2 separate regions of the Mus musculus genome follow, and region 2 is linked to region 1. Evidence: chromatin contacts called from public promoter capture Hi-C data. All regions are on one chromosome and are shown on one strand. Each heading gives the region's core, a stretch centred on a gene start, on an enhancer-like site or on the middle of the called end of the contact. The rest is flanking DNA. Distances are from core to core; before and after follow the strand shown.

Evidence for each region. Promoter capture Hi-C pulls out the DNA fragments that hold promoters and counts their contacts.
Region 2: a contact with region 1 is called in a promoter capture Hi-C map of liver. The contact joins the enhancer-like site here to the promoter of St3gal3 in region 1. A contact is called at or near these places in 9 of 39 promoter capture datasets (3T3-L1-derived adipocytes, the C10 cell line, the SN4741 cell line and 4 more), 1 of 15 datasets of contacts at CTCF or cohesin (the NIH/3T3 cell line), 1 of 484 Hi-C or Micro-C datasets (liver) and 1 of 115 datasets of contacts at active chromatin or transcription factors (bone marrow-derived dendritic cells).

Annotation. Positions count from the first base shown.
Region 1 is chr4:118,132,912-118,136,834 of GRCm38.p6, forward strand. St3gal3 (ST3 beta-galactoside alpha-2,3-sialyltransferase 3) reads right to left here and starts at 2,035. Exons shown (of 12, transcript NM_009176.5): 1 at 1,479-2,035.
Region 2 is chr4:117,857,508-117,861,434 of GRCm38.p6, forward strand. All of the region lies in intron 5 of Slc6a9 (solute carrier family 6 (neurotransmitter transporter, glycine), member 9), which reads left to right. Among named protein-coding and RNA genes, the nearest start is that of Ccdc24, 13 kb to the right of the region's middle. Within about 2 kb of position 2,389, at least 14 of the 459 cell types and tissues checked have an H3K27ac peak or open chromatin away from gene starts, as enhancers often do. A contact at or near this core is called in liver, where this site is marked.

The DNA of each region.
Region 1 (3,923 bases), core at 785-3,284:
GCTAGCCTCAAGCTCACAGTGTAGTTAGAGATGACCTTGAACTTCTTCTTTTTTTTTTTCCAACATTCAAAGCTTTTTTTATTAAGAGTAAGATCCAGGGTTAGTTTTTGTAGCCTCAGCTGGCCCTTCGGCCTCTGGCACGCTCAAACTTCCGGCCTTTGGAACGAACATAGGGTTTGGTATCCTCCTGTGACGCCATGCCTGGTTTTACAAGGTGCAGAGGATCACATAGGGCTCCTTGCATGCTAGACAAGGACCCTACCAACTGAACTACATCCCCAGCCCCCAACTTGTCTTTTGTACAACCTCATCTCCCTTTCTTCTGCTGCTAAGAAAGCCCTGGAACCACACACAGCATCGAGTCCTCCTCTGCCATCTTCCGCATCCTGGATTTTCACTGGCTCACTTCCTCTCCAGGTAGCCTTTCCACTCTTTGTGGCTCAACTCAAAAAACTTCAGTTCCGCCATGAAATCTTCCTTAAACACACTCCCGTCTCCTCTTGGAATTCTAGAGGCCACACCCTGAGTTTCTCATCTGTGTGTGCTTCACTTCCACATCCTACAGAGGTCCAGAGAACAATCTCCATAATTTAATTGTCCAAGTTCCCCTCAAGTCTACACCTTGCACAAAACATAACACGGATTCAGTAGGCGCTTGACTGTGTGAGCAAGCTCACTAGTCTCTAGGAACACACTTGCTTTGCTTCATCATTAATAACTTGTTAGGAGACACAGACATCAGATTAGCGAAATGGAGCAACCAACACCACTTTATATTTCAAAATGTCTGTTATTTTAGGAGACTATATGAAACTCCCATCTGGTCATAAGGTTTTACTCCAATTTTTAATCCTCCAATCTTTCTTCTTTTCCTTTCTTCAGTCTTTTGAGACTGGGTCTTGCTATGTGGCTCTTGTTGACACGGTTTTATTATTCTATGTAGCCCAGGCTGGCCTCTGAAGCAATCCTCCTGCTTCAGCTTCTGAGTGCTATTACAGGTGTGCACCTACTACCCCGGGATCCAATTCCTCTGAGTCTTTAATTGAAAGTTTAGGGACACAAGTGGAATTGTCATGATGTCTACTGTGCTACATGTCAGGAACCTAACTCTAACTCGTGGCTTTTCCTTCCTTCTCAGCCCATTATCTATAGTGCTAATAATTCAAAGGACCTCAGAGAAATGTGTTAAGCACTCTTTGCTTTCTGGGATAGCAGCCGGCTCCCTTCATCGGTCACTCCCTAGGTTAATTACAGTGACTCAGTTTTACCACCTCCCCGTACTCTAGAGAAACAGACAAAAATTAAATTTATTGAGGAATCATAAAAATGGGTGCTACTGTAAAAAGGAGTCTAAACACATCTGTGGGACATCCGCCTAACCAAATCTACCGTCCTCACTAAGCTTTTCTCTCGCAAACAAGACCACTGAGAAGACAATGAGGAAGCACTCCAGAAGAAAGGGTAGCGAGAAGACGTACTTTGATAAACTGACCCGGTCGCTCCGAGGAGGATCTGGCCCCGGGGAAGGCAGAGATGACAACCGCTACTCTTGGTGACTCCCGCTAGGCTTTCCCCGGACTTTCTTGCGCTTGTCCCACAGCGGGTCCCGGGTGACCGTGACCCTCCTTTGCGCTCAGACTCGCGCGCCTGGGACACTGCACACAGGTGACCTCGGCGCGCTCGGCCCGGCTCGCGCGGCCCTCTGGCAGGCCTGGCCCCCACCCGGGCCCGGGCTTTGGTCCCCAGCGCGGCTCGGGCCGGTCTGGCCGGGGGAGGGGCGCGGCGGCCGAGAGCTGCTTCGGGGACGCAGGGCAGGCCTTACCGCAGCAGAGAGGGAGGCCGGGGGCGGGTGGCGCCAGGGCGCACGCAGAGCGCGGAGGCAATTGCAGCGCGAATAGCGGGGACAGCCGAGGGGACCCCAGAGGGAGCCCAGGACGCGGCAAGCTGCACGGGCGCCGCCATGGTGGGGACGCAGCGGCGGGACCACCAATCCTGCGGTCCGCCTCGGCGGCCGCGCCGGGGGTCGGGCATCAGCAGCCAATGGGAGCACCGGAACCGGGCGGGGCGCCAGGCAGGCCAATGCGAGGCTTCGCCGCAGGGTTGGGCGGGCCCGGACCCCGGAGACCCAATGGAAGCCAGAGGCCGAATCCATCCCCTCCCCATCCCCGGGCTATAGCTGGGGCTTGGGAGGAGCGCTGCGTGGAGCTGCGGTGCGTGGGGCTGCCCGGCTGCGGTCAGGTTTCCTCTGCTTCCCAGAGGAAGTCTTCTGTCCCTACTTCACCACTCTGCTGTCAGCCCCTGACGCTGGTGGTAACCTCTAGAACGCCTTCTGAAGCCCTATCCAATCCCGTGAGGGTAAGAGGCCTGCTAAGTTCAGGCGTGACCTCGAAGAAAGGTCGCAGATAGGCCACAAAGCCACCCCACATACCCAGTTCAGGAGGTCGCGCCCTCATTCTGCAGCGGAGTGCATTATCCTAAGGCAGAATTTAATACAGAATTTTCCCAAAGAGGAGGTGGGGACATAACTTGGCACTCTCAGATGCCAATCTTATACAAGGTATACAAGACATAAGTTTCTGCTTTGGCAAAAAGCTGAAGTGCAGTCTTTGGCTGTGGTGGGTCATGAACCCAGACTAGACTACACTGGCCAGGAAGTGCCTAAGGCAGACCCAACTTTGAAGTTGAGCAAGTTTAAAGCCCCAGGCCATCCCCAGCACCAGAAAAAAAAAAAAAAACAAAAACAAAACCACAGGCCAGTTTTATGAGACTTGGGAAAGTCCCATAGCTTTTTATGAACTGGGAATTTTCTTATAATAGGCCAAAAATATTTTTGAATGGTTGACTTAACTAATCATGGTAGTGGTGGTACGTACTTAACTACTCTCTAAACTGAAGCAGGATTAAACATTCAACAACTTTGTGGGTCTCAGTATCTTTGGGTTTTGTTTTGGTTTATTTTGTTTTTGTTTTAGTGTCTGCATGAATGTATGTCCCAGTGCCTGTGTATCCCAGAAGGCCTCATAGCCCCTGGAACTAGAGTTACAGACAGTTGCAAGCCACCAAGTGGACAGTGACAACTGAACCTGGGTTCCCCAGAAAAGTATTCTTAAGGGCTAAACTATCTCTCCATCCCACAGTGGGCTCTTCTTAGGGACAAAAAAGTAGAGAGGGCTGTCGGGTATAGCTTGGCAGTAGTACGTTTGCCTCAAACATTCAAAGGCTTGAATTCAATCCTCAACTCCCATAGAGCTGGGATTACACCAGGCACGAGATTATCCGGTCCTTTAGCAAGGCTGAGGTAATGAGACTCATGGGGAGGAACTACGGGTGCCTGAGGAAGTTAAGTTTTCCTCTCTTCCACGAACGCTCAGCCCCAGCCATTTTCCCCTGAAAATCCCCGAGTGAAGAACAGAGGGGCAACCTTCTTTCCTTGGCTCCAAGGATTTAGCTGTGAAAAAACATCTGTGAAACTCTTCTCTCTTTCCCCAGAGCCAATACTAAGTAGCAGCTCCCAGGCTACAGGGGTACCGAGCACATCATCTAGCACCGGGGCACAAAGCTCAGGCCAGCTGGAATACGGAGGCTGTGCAGAAAGGAGCCTCGCACCAGCTCAGGATCACCTCTTCTTGTCAAAGACTGGGTCTTCCTCCAGGGAAGCAATCAGCAACGACAAGCACTGCAGAGGGCAGCTTCTGCAATCCATGGGGAGATCAAGGGTCTCTTGCTATTCAAGCACCTACAGCATACTCTCCTGGTTCCACAAGGATGGAATCCTGATGCAGGAAGTGATCTGTATATCAGGATGCTGATGACATCAAAAGGGGTTTAAGTGAAACCTCTCTTGAGAAGACCGTAGTCCAATCCTTCCCGTTAACTCCTCCAGGAAAGCAAAAGGAGGTACAGAGAGCCACAATGCCCTGGAT
Region 2 (3,927 bases), core at 1,139-3,638, 280 kb before region 1:
ACCCCCATCTGGCAGCCGTGTTTTCATCACCTGCATGTAGTGTCTGCCGTGCAGGGGACAGAGGCAGGTTGGGGTGGCAGATATGCAGAGGGCCGTGGAAGGCTTGGAGGTGAACTGGGAGTCCTTACGGCGTAACAGTAGACGAGGGCTCTGGAAATCTTAAGGCTCCAGAGGCCAGTCAGAACAAGGGGAGAGAGCATGTGATGGAGGGCGTCATGAGGGAGGTCCCAGAGGACCAGAGGTCATTCTCAAAGCTGTGGGAGAGCCCTATTGAGATTCACATGAATGGATGGATCCTGTGGGCTTTGAGGTGGCCTTGAAGGGGCACTACGTTCACAGAGAACTAACCAGAGTTAAGCTTCCTCTTCATACTGTAGAACAAAAGGAGCCATGAGCATTCACTAGGCCAGGGATGCCAGGACAGCCAGGCCCGTTCTGTTCAGAGGTGACAAAGAGACTAGTGTCTCTGGGCCCTCTGAAGGAAGGCAACTACTGGAGGTGTCTGTCTGGACCACCTTATCCCAACTGGCAGATGGAAGGCGCAGTGGGGTATTCTTCCTACATCTTACTGGAGAGTCCTGGGGCAAAGGACCTTTGCATGTGGGAGGTAGACCTCATCTATTTATTCTGTAGGTGTCTGCTCTAAAGGCTCTGTGTGCCCATGGCGGTGTAAAATGGTCCAGAGCCTCTGTCCCGAGAAATCACATAGTCTATAGAGAAACAGATAGTTCAGTGCATTAGGAGCAGGTGCCCTGCCTGGCACAGAAGTATGGAAGTGGCACTAAGAAGGTGCTGGTGACTTCTGAGAGATGGGGACAAGGGGAGCTGGTGATAACTGCCCAGAAATGGGAGGAAAGAGTTAGGAGGAATTCACAAGTAGGTGGGCACAGAGGCCACAAGGAGGCAAACTGACGCCAAGGTTGGGAACAAATGGGACACTGAGAAAAGAGACAAGGATGGCACCATCATATGGTGCCAGCTTCTACGGCAGCCAAAAGGCTTGACCATTTCCCTGCTGTGTGATGGAGGCCAAAGGTGAGGTGTGCATGGCTCTGGGCGCACAGAAGTTGTAGCAGGTCCTCTAAATCCAGTGCTGAAAGTGCAAATCCCACACAGCTGTGGGGAGGGGCCACTCCCAGAGAGGAGATGAGGAAGAAAGGGAGAGAGAAATCTCACCCAATCAGATGAACTGTCCACCAGGGGTGTGATGCGCACAGGATGGCCCAGACGGAAAGGCAGAATATGAACTTCCCTGGAGCTCCCCAAAGCACAAACCCTGCATGCCAACCTTAGCCCAGGCAGATGCTCCAGTGTTGCCTGCCTCAGGGGCAAAGCTCCTGAGACTGGAGCCAGTGGAATCAGTGGGGAATAGCTCTCAGAGAATCTGCCTAGCGGGGCATACTGAGGGGACAGCTGGGCCCTGCTCCGCACCTGGGGCTGTGCCAGGCCTACCTACCTAGCTCAGTTCCTACCCCCCAGTGGCTCCCTGCTGCCACCTCCTGGAGAGCCTGGAAAGATATTTTCTCCCTGCTCTACTGGTGATTGACCACTGCCCCATGCCCAGATCCATGCATGCCAGGCAAATGCCTCATCCCTGAGCTCTGTCCCTAGCCGCCTTCTTACATTTTCATTTTGAGGTTGGTCTTGAACTTGTGCTCCTCCTGCCCAAGCTCTAGAGAAGCTGAGGTTGTTGGCCTGCATCAACAGGTGTGGCTGAGAAATGGTCCTTAAGGGAGCAGTGTGGTTGGAAGGAGCCCAAAGCCCTGTGTTGGATTCTCTCGAGCACCAGAGGAGAAGAATAGAGCTGCCCAGGCTTCTCTGATTGGAGGAGGGAGGAGGAACTGGTACTCCTACTCACTAGGTGGCAGTGCATTATCTCAGCAAGCCTTGTTAGCTCTGTTTTCAGATGTATAGACTGACATCCAAGGTTAAGAAACTAAACAGTTTTGGACATGGCTGGGCTGTGTGTACCAGGCCCCGCCCTGGCTCTGCCTGGTTGTGTGCTCCCAGGCCAGTGGTGCTCTGCCAGTGTTCCTAATCCGAGGTGTTCCTTTGAAAAGTGGCATGATGTAGTTATCAGTTTATGAATGAAGACAGCAGGCTACCAGAAAGACGAGGACGACTGGGGTGTAGCTCTGTGGTAAAGCTTGCCTAGTGTTTGAGGTCCTAGCTTTGATCTCTAGTACCTAAACAAAAATAGACAGACAGACAAACAGAGGCCTTTAAATCAAGAGACTCTGGAAGGCCAGGTTTCCAGCCACTCCTCCCTGCTTACCCTTGTTGCCCTCTCCCCAGACTTGTTTTACACTCTTCTGTGCTGGTTTGAGTGTTGCTTCCAAGTTCTAAGCTCATGACCAGCCACTCGGCTCCACAGCCTCTGTGGCAGCCAGCACCCGACACCGTGGACTCTGATCCCAGCCCCACCCCACCCCCACCCTGGTGTCTCATTCCAGCTTCATTGTCACACTGACATCTCAAGTCCTGGGTCTCCCACTGGCCCACTGTGTATTCATGGGAGGCTACCAAATCTCCCTAAGTCTTGGGTGTTCACCCCTCAAATCTGGATGGCTATAATTCTTCCCTCGTTGCTGCAGAGGTGACACATGCTAACGTGGTATAAAAACCAGAGCTCAGCGGCAAGGGCTCAAGGGGCTGGATCTGTGAACAATCAGAAGAGGCAGTCTCTCTCTTTAAGCCAGTTACTGTCCACTCAAGAAAACAAGATCTCTCTATATATATGGAGTTTAGGATCTTTTGCTTGTTTTATTTTGTTTTTGACATAGGGTCTTATATAGCCCTGGCTGGTCTGAACTCCCTATGTAGAACCAGGCTAGCTTTGAACTCACAGAGAGCCTCTTGCCTCTCTGCCTCCTAAATGCTGAGATTAAAGGTCCATGTGTCACTTCTGCCCCCTGCTCCCCTTTGAGGCAGGATCTTACTCATATCTGGAGAAATGTCAAGCAGGAAAAGAGGTGATTGTGGTGGCCCGCCTGTAGTCTCAGCTACTGGGAGGCTGAGGCAGGAGAGTATAGAGTTAAAGCCCAGCTGTGCTCCCTAGTAGACCTAGCCTCAGTAAAGAAAAGGGGTGGGAGAGGCAGAATAATCTTAAGAGGGCGTGCATCAGGAGCCAGCTTACAAATAAGTCACGTTCCAAGCGCTCTGAGGTTAATTGTTTGGCTCAAAAGCACATGGTCCAAAGAAAAACAAGAACTAAATGTGGTACAACCTAAAATAAAGCTAGAATTCATTCGATGGTTCCCAGGCTAACCATCTGAGCTCTGCAGCCCAGTACAGTAACGCTGTACTCATGCACTAAAAATAACACCGCGGGCTGCCATTTTAGCATGTGCTATTCGGGAAAGTTTGTTCTTTCAATCCTTTAAGTGACAAGGGTTTTCTTGACTTGAATGTTGGCACTTGGGAAACGTGAATCAATAGAAGCAGAGGGAGCCTGTGGTTATTCTGAAGGTCCCACTTCACCAGCACTGGTGTCTGACATAGGAGCACCCAGGCAGGCCTGGCCTAGGCTGCCGCCACCCCTAGGCCGTTGCCTTCAGCTATGAATGGCCTTGTCTGTCTATCTCAGTGGGCCAATAGAGTTGTTTTCTGTGTGTGCCCCGAAGAGGGAAAAGGCAGGAAAGCAAGGCCAAAGTGACCCTATGAATCCTGGACCTCTCCCTTCTGACTGCTGATTCCTGTGTGACTGAGCAAGGAGAGGGTCTTGTCAGCCTCAGACACTGACAGTTGAGAGAATTGGGCAGAGGGGGGAGAAGTTGGACAGCACCCTCTACAGGCCATGCTGTTAAGGGTGGGCTGGGACGAAGGTCGAAAGCCAAAAGGAGGCTGTTTAAGTACACTTGGGTGTCAGGCAGGCAAACACCAAGTTCCAGCTCTGACAACATTGTCCATGAAGATCCAAAGTCATAT